Linked DNA regions of Callithrix jacchus: region 2 is linked to region 1. Evidence: chromatin contacts called from public Hi-C data. All regions are on one chromosome and are shown on one strand. The core of a region is the stretch at or near the end of the contact, and the rest is flanking DNA. Distances in the headings are between cores, read along the strand shown.

Evidence for each region. A called contact is a pair of places that touch in the nucleus more often than the background predicts.
Region 2: a contact with region 1 is called in a Hi-C map of induced pluripotent stem cells, with 4 times the contacts expected there. The contact joins the promoter of AFG2B here to the enhancer-like site in region 1. A contact is called at or near these places in 3 of 3 Hi-C or Micro-C datasets (induced pluripotent stem cells and skeletal muscle).

The regions. Positions count from the first base shown.
Region 1 is chr8:32,822,732-32,828,250 of calJac240_pri, reverse strand. SLC28A2 (solute carrier family 28 member 2) reads right to left here. Exons shown (of 25, transcript XR_013520923.1): 17 at 1-4,866. Among named protein-coding and RNA genes, the nearest start is that of SLC28A2, 63 kb to the right of the region's middle. Within about 2 kb of position 1,515, at least 2 of the 16 cell types and tissues checked have an H3K27ac peak or open chromatin away from gene starts, as enhancers often do.
Region 2 is chr8:32,918,911-32,923,914 of calJac240_pri, reverse strand. It overlaps AFG2B (AAA ATPase AFG2B), which reads right to left and starts at 2,320. Exons shown (of 8, transcript XR_623189.5): 1 at 1,154-2,320.

The sequences.
Region 1 (5,519 bases), core at 266-2,765:
TTTGTAAAGATGGGGTCTCCCTGTGATGCTCAGGCTGGTCTCAAACTCCTGGCCTTGAGCAATCCCCCCATCTCGGCCTCCCAAAGTGCTAGGATTATAGGTGTCAATCTGGACAGTTCTCTTTAACTCTCAAATGCCCACATCAGAAAAGACACTACAAATTTAAGCTGATTTTTCTATTGCTCTGTAGGTGCACTGTGTTAACAATTTTTAGCTTAATGAATGCCAACTGTGAGCCAATTTAAACCAAATAAACCAGGCCAAGTCATTCTGTTACACAGTAGATCAGAGCAAACCCCATTCTAGCCTGGACCAGTGGCATCCAAACCAGAACCCAAATGCCTGGGGAGAAAGCCCAATTTAATTAACCTTCTACCCTGAACTCTTTTTTTCTCTTTTGAGACAGCGTCTCACTCTGCTGCCCTGGCTAGAGTACAGTGGCTGATCTTGGCTCACTGCAACCTCTGCCTCCGGGGTTCAAGCGATTCTCCTACCTCAGCCTCCTGAGTAGCTGGGACTACGGGTGAACACCACCATGCCTGGCTACTTTTTTCTATTTTTAGTAGAGGTGGGGTTTCACCATGTTGGCCAGGCTGGTCTCAAACTCCTGACCTCAAGTGATCCACCCACCCTGCCTTCCAAAGTGCTGGGATTACAGGTGTGAGCCACCACACCAGGCCCCTGAACTCGATTCTATCTACCATCCCCTCCTCCAAAACTTCTTCCTCCCCAAGCCTTCTCCACCTCAAAAAATGGTAATCCCATCAACCCAGCCATTTGCTTCATCCAGAGACTTGGGAGTCATCTTTAATGGATATGCTTTCTAACTTCCCAGATCTAATGACTGCATCCTGTCAATTCTACCTCCAACTTCTCTTGAATTCATCTACTTCTCTTTCCTCTAGCATCACCCTCTCCCTTAATCTCCCTCTTAGAAAGCTGCAATAGCTTCCTAGCTGATCTGCTTACTTCCACTCTTACAGGAATCCATCAGATTCCTTAGGGACCTAATAGGTCTCTTTTTCTCCACATACCTATCTTTTCATAGCACTTATCACAATTTATTTAAATAAATAAATAAATATATATATATAGTTACATATATTTGTTTATATATACGTGTGTGTATATATATATTTATGGAATGTTTATCTCCTCAGAATTTAATTTTCCATGAAGACAAAGTTCATGTCTGATTTTCTTTTACTAAATGATTCCTAGTGCCGAACACAGTACCCATCATATAGTCAGCACCGATAAAACTTGTTGGAAGAATGAATGAATGAATGCTTTGTGGAATCCCAGCATGACAGAAGTCCTTCTGTCCACAACAGACAACTGTAATCCAGAGTCCATTCTCTTAAAAGTCTTTTTTTTTTTAACCTCAGAGCCACATGAGCCAATTCTTCAAAGAGAATGTACTTACTCCTCCAGGCTGATTATACAGTGTCCTTCTAGCAGATTGGTTTAGGAAGAAAAGAGTCAGATCTCTGATGGAGCCAGACTAGATGGAGAGAAGCCAAATGAGAAAACTCTAATGTGTTGGAAAGCTCTGAAGACAAAATGAAACAAAAATCTTAGAAGTAGAGCCTTGGAGGCATTTTTGCCATCTGGTGGCAATAATCTTAATCTGCAGGCAACCAAGCACTTTTCCCTCAGCTTTCTATATAATATGTCTCAATGTTTCTGAAATTTTACAATGATTTTAACCTTGGTGTGGGCCTCCTTTGATTTCATCATGCCCTGTATTCTAGAAATTTATGGGCACCAGTTCTGGAAAACTTTTTCAAATTCTTTTTTTTTTTTTTTGAGTCGGAGTTGCCCAGGCTGGAGGGCAGCTCAATCTCGGTTCACTGCAACCTCTGCATCCCAGGTTCAAGCAATTCTCCTGCCTCGGCCTCCTGAGTAGCTAAGATTACAGGCATGCACCACCATGTCCAGCTAGTTTTTGTATTTTTAGTAGAGATTGGGTTTCTCCATGTTGGTTAAGTTGGTATCGAACTCCCTACCTGAAGTGATCCGCCCGCCTTGGCCTCCCAAAGTACTGGGATTACAGGCACTCAGCCTTCAAATTATTTTAGTACTTTTCTTCCCAACATTTTCTCTTTCTCTTGTTGAAACTTCTATTATATTATTCAGATGTTAGATCTCTGATCTTTTAACTTGCTTTTCTTTTTTCTTCTATCTCCCATTATATCTTTTTGTACTAATTTTTGAAAGGTAATAATTTTGGCTCCATCAAAATATCACTTAACCCATTGATTAAACCAAGATAACTTTATTCCTACGGAAGTAAGGAAGAACATTAACTTGATAGGATCTTAGTAGCCTCTCAGAAGGGGCAGGGAAAAGTTGAGATATTTATCAAGTTTTGAAGTCTTGTTTAAGACAGGTCTTTCAATGCTAGGGCTTGATCAGAATTGGTTGGATAAGGATAATAGTTTAGGGTTGGTGGACACAGCAAGGATTTTGAGGTGACGGATTCAAAGACTGTTGGTGCCAGTCTTGGTGGCTCATGCCTGTAATCCCAGCACTTTGAGACGCTGCTGAGGGAGGATCACTTGAACCCAGGAGTTTGAGACCAGCCTGGGCAATACAGTGAGACCCCTGTCTCTACCAAAAATTAGCTGAGCTTGATGGTGTATGCCTGTGTTCCCAGCTGCTCAGGAGGCTGAGAAGGGAGGATCACTTGAGTCCAGGAGTTGAAGGCTGCAGCGAGCTATGATCATGCCACTGTACTCCAGCCTGAGCAACAGAACAAGACCCTGTCTCAAAAAAAAGAGAGAGAGAGAGAAAGAAAAAGAAAAAGAAAAAAGGACTCTTGGGGAGTAAACCATCACTTAATGCTATCTATTGGTAAATTTGACAGTTTGATGTTTATTTTAACAGGTTTTGGGGGAGATAAATCCCAGAATAAACAGGGTTATTTGCTTCTTTTATTGCCTCATGAAAGAGGTCCCTTTAATAGTAAAGTTTTATTTGTGAAGAGACTGAAAGAGTAATGCCTTGTAAATTTAAACAATAAACTATATGGTTTCAGTCCTTGGAAACCACTTTATTTTTCACGCTTTATTTTCTTTCCCTTCTGTTGCATTTTTTCTCTACTATAGCATTTTCCACTTCCAAGGGTCTCTTTGCTTCCCAGTATTCCTTTTTAAAGTCTCCTTTCTTTGGGAAGAGAGGAAATATAACATCTTTTCTTAGCAACAAGAATAGACAGTAGGTGTTTTTTAAACACATTTTCCTGCCATCTCCATTGCCTTGATTTCCTCTGAGTTCCATTTTGTTCATTTTGTCCTTCATGCCAGAGAAATTCCTTTATTGTCTAAAGGTGATCCTTTAGGAGCATGACTAATCACAGGCATAAAAGTATCAGTTAAATAAGATAAATAAGCTCTAGAGATCTGCTGCAGGACAATGTGCTTACAGACAACAAAAACATACTGTACACTTAACATTTGTTAAGAGGGTAGATCTCATGTTAAGTGTTCTTACCACAACAAATTAAACTAAAAGAAAGAATAGTGAGACCAATAGCAGAGATGAGGCACAGTAGGAGGTTGGGCTGATCAGTGTAGGATGATCTTATTAAACCTGAAATGTTTTCCCCGATCTTGGGCTGGAACATTTTCCCAAAGAGAAAGTTTCCAGTTTCCTGTGGGTTGAAGAGGGTAAGCCTGGTTGAAGAGAGTAAGCTTGGTTGCAGCATTCTTAAGATCTGAGTTGGAGAAGGGAGCTGGGTTGTCATTGTCTAATATTGGCTTTCGTTTAAGTCTCATTTACAGTAAAGTATCCCTGTCCTCAACGATGGCTTTTTTTTCCCCAGTCACTTTCCTCCTTTCAGAGATATGTAGCCCCTCTAATACCTAAGCTTTTCTGGAGTTCTGGGAATTGGCTTGCTCTGAGCTTCTCTCATTAATAGTTTAATGGGTTATCACTCTGCTAGATCAGTTTCCACTCTTGTCTCTGCTTTACAACTCCTAAAGTGTAGTCACTGTCATCTTCTTATCCAGTTTCTTTGTCCTTGTGGATTTATGCATTTGGAATACATTGACATTTTAGAAGACTTTGGATAGGCAGCAGTGATAAGTGAATGTGCTCATTAAAACACATTTAACTGGGAGTCTGCATTATATTCCTAAGGTCCCTTCAACTTCTAATTTTGCAATTTTAAATACATTTTAATTAAGGCAAGAGTGAGTACATAATTAGATATGATACTGGAGCAATTACAATTTCATGCATATGAGATAGAAAAAGAGAGGTAATTAGCTTTAGCTTTTCAGTAATCAGTCTAGGGGAAGCTTCATGGAAGAGGTATTTTAATAACTGAACCTGAACCCTTTCTCTGTCTTTCTCCCTTAAGAGCAGCATAGATGAATCAAAGAGAAGTTGAGGTAGCCAGCAGCAAGCTTGATCTTGATTCAGACTACAAAAACAAACTACCACCAAGATTTAGGAAAGAAGAAAAGACAATATTAAAAAGCCTGAACATCACATAGGGAGAAACTGCATGTGCCTGACTAAGGCAATGCTAACAGGAATAGAAAGAAAGCATGGATAGATATTTAGATGACATGATTTTGCATTTTTTAAAGTAATGAATCAAGGGGGCTGGATGTGGTGGCTCACACTTGTAATCCCAGAACTTTGGGAGGCCAAGACAGAGAATCACTTGAGCCTCCGAGTTCAAGCCCATCCTGGGTGACATATCGAGACCCCATCTCTACAAAAAACTTTAAAATTCACCGGACATGGTGGTGCATACCTATAGTACTAGCTGCTTGAGAAGTTGAGAGGGAAGATTTGCTTGAGCCCAGGAGTATGAGTCTGCAATGAGCTATGATTGTGCTGCTGCCTTCTGGCCTAGGTGACAAAGCAAGACCCTGACTATAAAATTTAAAAATAAATAATGAATAAAAATTGGTAAATTAATGAGTTTACTGAATACCTATAAGTAAAGAGGACACTGTACGAAATAAAATAAGAAAGAGAAACTAGGATTGTGCTCAGGAGTTAAAGATATTCTTAAATAATAAATATTTTTTATATTATTGGGTAACTTATGACTTGAGAATAACCACAAAGTGACACAGTTAATGAAAAGTTTAGACGATTTCAGTACAGAAGATGGCAGAATAGGAACAGCTCTGGAGTGCATTTACCAGCGAGAACGCAGAGGGTGAGTGATCACCACATTTTCAAATGAATTTTTACTGCTCACAGACCAGGAGATTCTGGGTGGAAAAGTGCCACAAGTCTCCAGCACGGCTGTTTCAGCCAGCGCAGCAGGTCTCCGCACAAAAACTCACACAAATCTGGGAACCGTCTCAACTGGCACCTGGAACGCCTGAGAGACACAAGTCACCCATTCAACTGAAAAAAAAAAAAGGGGCTGAAACAGGGAGCTATGTAACCTAGCTTGGTGGGTCCCACCCCCATAAAGAACAGCAATCTGAAACGCTCTGGATTGAGAGTTTCACAGCAAGCACAGCTGGACCCGGGACAGTCCAGCTCTG
Region 2 (5,004 bases), core at 1,071-3,570, 95 kb before region 1:
ATCTATGTCATTTAACAAGTTTTTTTTTTTTTTTTTAAAAAACAGAATCTTGCTCTGTTGCCAGGCGCCGGTGCCGGTGCAGGTGCAGTGGCCCAATCTCAGCTCACTGCAACCTCCGCCTCCAAGCTCAAGCAATTCTCCTGCCTCAGCTTCCCGAGTAGCTAGGACTACAGGCAGGAACCACCACTCCCAGCTAATTTTTGTATTTTTTAGTAGAGACGGGGTTTCACCATTGGCCTGGATGATCTCAATCTCTTGACTTCATGATCCACCCTCCTCGGCCTCCCAAAATGCTGGGATTACAGGCTTGAGCCACCGCGCCCGGCCTAGTTTTTGTTATTTTCAAGAACATACAAAGTTCTAGAAGCCAGGTTTAGACAGCTAGGTCCCTGCCCTTAAGGACACAGGTATGAGATAGCGCAAGGAAGAAATCCACTCAAGTCCTGAACTGACTAAGCTAAAAGTGTGCAATTACCATTTCTCTTTAGAATCTTATCACAAAATAGAAATATCAGTCACTAAATTTCAAACTATTCTTTAGAATTCAAAAGTCCACTTAGAACCAAAGCTTATAAAACAGGACAGTTCTGAATATTCAACTCCTGACAACTCAGGGAGCAGTTGTGGGTACTTCCTCAATTATGGGATAGGATGCTGGTATTATGACAAGGAATGAATAAATCCAGAAGAGTAATGCCTGCTTCCATTTAGTTCTTCCCTGCCTTCGCCCTTTTTATTTCAACACACTTACTTTTTGAGGCTATCCTTCTACTTTAAATTCTCATTCCAAATCTATGAGTTTAACATGCTTGGGGGCGACCAAAATTCTCTTAAGAATTAACATTACTTCCATAGAGAACAAGTATCCCCCAGAATGAAAAAAAAAAAAAAGAATTAACATTACTGATTATAGGACCTGCACAACAAAATTAATCTGTAACGTCCCCCCCCCCCAACCACTTCCCAGAACAATTTGACTCTCGGTAAATACAGGTCCTGACTCACAGAAAACGTGTTCTCTGCATTGCTAAGAGTCCCACTCCAACCTCACCGATGCCCAAACCTAAGAGGCAAATGCCTCAGGGGCAGCCAACTAGCGCCAGAAGAGGCCGAGGTCCCACGGACAGTGGGCCAACCAGCCAGGCCCATTTACCTCGCGGTCAAATCTCCCAGGTCTGCGCAGCGCTGGGTCTAGAGCGTCCGGCCGGTTGGTAGCTCCCACAACCACGACCTCGCGGTCCCCACTGGCGCCGTCCAGCAGCGTCAACACCTGGGCCACTACGCGGCTCTCCGGTGCTTGACCGCCCCGCCGGGGACACAAGGCGTCCACCTCGTCCAGGAAGAGGAGGCTGGGCCCGCGACTGGCCAGCTCCCGGGCGCGCTGGAAGACCCGCCGCACGTTCTCCTCTGTCTCCCCAGGCCGGGAACCCTGAAGCGCGGGGGCGCTGACTGCCAGCAGCTCCGCGCCCGCCTCGTGTGCCACGGCCCGTACCAGCTGGGTCTTGCCCACTCCGGGGGGCCCCGCCAGGAGCACTCCGCGGGGCACTGCTAAGCCCAGCGCCGCCAGGGTGCGGGGGTAGCGGAGCGGCAGGCGGAGGAGCTCCCGGAGCGAGTCGGCAGCCTCCGAAAGGCCCCCCAGGGGCACCTCGGACCGCGGCCGGGATTCAGATGGAGGCTCCCTGCTGAAGCCGACGCGTGTACGAGGCGTAACCAGCCCAGCGGGGTCGGGGCTGGGCGTCCCGCCGACGATGTGCAAGGCAGCCACCGGGCCCGGAGCGCCCGGTGGAGCGACCACCACGTGGCCCAGGGAAACCGGTCGGTTTCTCAGCAGCTCCTGCGCCGCCTCCAGCACCGCAGCTGTACTCGGGGCACCAGGCGCGCCTGCCCGCTCTCGCAACACCGGCCACACCGCGACGCGCCGCAGGGGCGGACAGGGCACTAGGAGAAGGTGGCTCAGGCTGAGACTCCTCCGTGATCTCGGCGCCCCGACCACCACCCCGGGGCTTGCGCACAGCGGGTCCAGCTGCACAAAGCAGTCGGCTCCGTCCCGCCGAGGCCAGGCAGTGCAGATGCAGGAGCCGCCGTCGGGCAAGGAGATCTTCACTGCAGAGCCCAAACGCGCGCCCAGGGCGTGGAAGGCGGCCGGGCCCAGGCGGCAGCGCTGGGTGCCCCGATCTCTATCGTCTAAGGGTAGCACCTTTAAGAGCGGCCCTTCGCGGAAGGGATCCGAATCCCGAGCCATTGCACCACAGATGAGCCAAGGAGAGAAAAGCCGGACAGAAAACCCCGGCCGGCAAAGAGCGGAACACCGCGCTCGCAGGCCGGAAGTAGGTGACGCACATGCGCTGGGCCCGATTGCGTAGTTGGCTGCTGAGTGAAGGCCCAACGGGCCAATGGGAACGTTAGACGACGCTCTGGCCCTTGGGTAAAATTTTTGTGTCCACTTTCGTGAAATCGAGTTTCCCACCCCAGAACTTTGCCGAGATGGTCTTCATTATAGGTGTCTGGGAGGCGGCGTAAGCTAACTTCACTAGTACACCAAAGCATGTACTTTGGTGGTACATATATCTTGGAAGTCACCGGCGTTACATTCTGTTTTCCTGGCCTCGGAACTGGAGCATCAGTACTGCCGCTGTTGGAATAGCAACCTAGAGATTTTGCTATTTTGTGAAGAAACTCCAACTATCCCTATGGGCACAGAATTTTGGGTGCTCTGGTGCAGATGTCACAGGGGACTTGGAGTAGCTGAGAATACAGCTTTGGGACCTTCGATAACCGGGGTTCCAATCTGGCAGGTCCAGGCACAGCCCTTCCTATGGAACAGCACCAGTATAGTGAGAAGAAGAAGCACAGTGTGGCACTTCAAACCCCTTGTAGAGAGGAAAGAAGGAAAACTAAGCTATCTGATGGATTTGTAGCACACTAATAGTACATTTGTTCTGATTTCTGATATTCTTTTGAATATTATTTGGCAACAACTTAATCACTGCTTAAGTTCATGCAATCAATGCTTGCCGTCTAATTGGGGCACAACAGCACTAAGTCCTGTATTAGAGGCGATGCCTATCTACATTATTAAGACAACTGCCTGCTATTTTTTTTTCCCACCTGCCTCTGCCTTTTCTCTCTCTTTCGCACAGGGAATTCCTCTTTATCAATTGGAATACATTTCTTATCCCTCTTAATTCCTATTAAAAAAGAACTACAGATATTCAAAGACAAGAAGATATACCTTGTCTTTATTTGACTTACATCTTCCTACCTCAATTTTCCCACGTTCACTGCAACCCAAATTTGTAAGATGACAAAACTGATATTTTAGAGTGCTTACGTTGCTGGGAAGTTTTTTTTTCTCTAGCTATGCAAAATATCAATACAGACTGTGTAGTGATATCTTATCAATGGCAAGTACTGTCAGATCTGGCATCCTAAGACCAATGCCAATTCCTGATCTCATTCTATCCAAACTTCATGGCAGACATGACAGACTTCTTGACTCCACAGTAACTTGTCTGGTCTCTGCTGTACTTTTCTACTAAAATGGATTCTGGCATAACTTAGGGATCAGAAAATAGCAGGAGGAGGTCTTGAAATGGGTAAGTCACCCATTACTTCCTGTTTTCTTTTTGTCTTTTAATCCTACTGGCTTTGGGTCTTTTTGGTTTTGCGACTTTTAAATGCGACTTTTGCATTTTCTGAAAATTTTTTTTAAAAAGCCATCGTTTTTACTGACCCCTAAAGGTGTGAATACATGCCGATCAAATTATTTTATCAAATGCCTGCACCTCATGGAGTTCCTTCTATTCAGTTCCAAGAAGTTTTGAGGATCTAGGAGAGGGAAAGAAGACTTACTGAGGACATGATAATTGTCTTAAATATGTAAAGGGATGTCATGTAAAATAGTTAGTAGATATATTTACTGTACAGAAATGGCCAAGAAGTAAAGGTTTCATGGAGTGGCATAACTGAAGCCAACATAGGGAGCCAATGAAGTTAAATGGGCCTTAAAGTTTTCTGCATTGGTTTAAACTGAGGCAGAGACTATGTTATTAGGAATATGATGAGGAGGAAACTATGTGTTCCTTTGGGTTGGTCTAAGAGATTGATTTTATACAAGGTCAAATAAGAACCCTCTGACCTTATAGAATCCATATGCATGGGAAATATTCTTTCACTTCATCTCACTCTTTCCCTGAATGATCCAGTCCTTACCATAGGTTGCAAACAAAAGCAAAAAGGAATTCTGTTACTGGGCCTTCAGCTCTTATCCACTCACTCTGAGCAAAACTATAAGTATTTTTTCCAATCAGCCAGTAAAATCCATTTCGTTTCTTTAGGTCTAACCATCTGCGACACTATGATTTCAGTCATCTAAACATCCACATTTATCATACCATTGAATGACATAATCTCCTTGTGGTAAACCATTCTTTTTATTTTTTAAATTTTATTTATTTATTTTGAGACAGTCTCGATCTGTCACCCAGTCTGGAGTGCAATGGCAGGGTCTCAGCTTACTGCAACCTCTGCCTCCCAGGTAAAAGCAGTCCTTTTGCCTCAGCCTCCCGAGTAGCTGGGATTACAGGTACCTACCACCATGCCTGGCTAATTTTTGGATTTTTAGTGGAGATGGGGTTTGACCATGTTGGCCAGGCTGGTCTTGAACTCCAGGCCTCAAGTCATCCACCCACCTCGGTCTCCCAAAAGTGCTAGGATTATAGGCATGAGCCACCACAACTGGCCTCCTTGTGGTAAACTATTCTAATGGGAGTGGTGTGGCTCTTTTGCTTATTTGTTTTTAATCTGACCTGAAATGTGTTATTTCTAAAATTGAAGGCATCAAGTAAAGCACCAGAATTGAACCACTAGAGGGAGTCCAAAACCAACTAAGCCTGAAGGCTCCAGGATTATTGGGACATTGAAGTGTGTTCTCAACTATGGTTTCCATTAGATTTTCCCAGGTTTCACACATAGGTCTATGAAGCCATCTGTTGTCTCTATAAC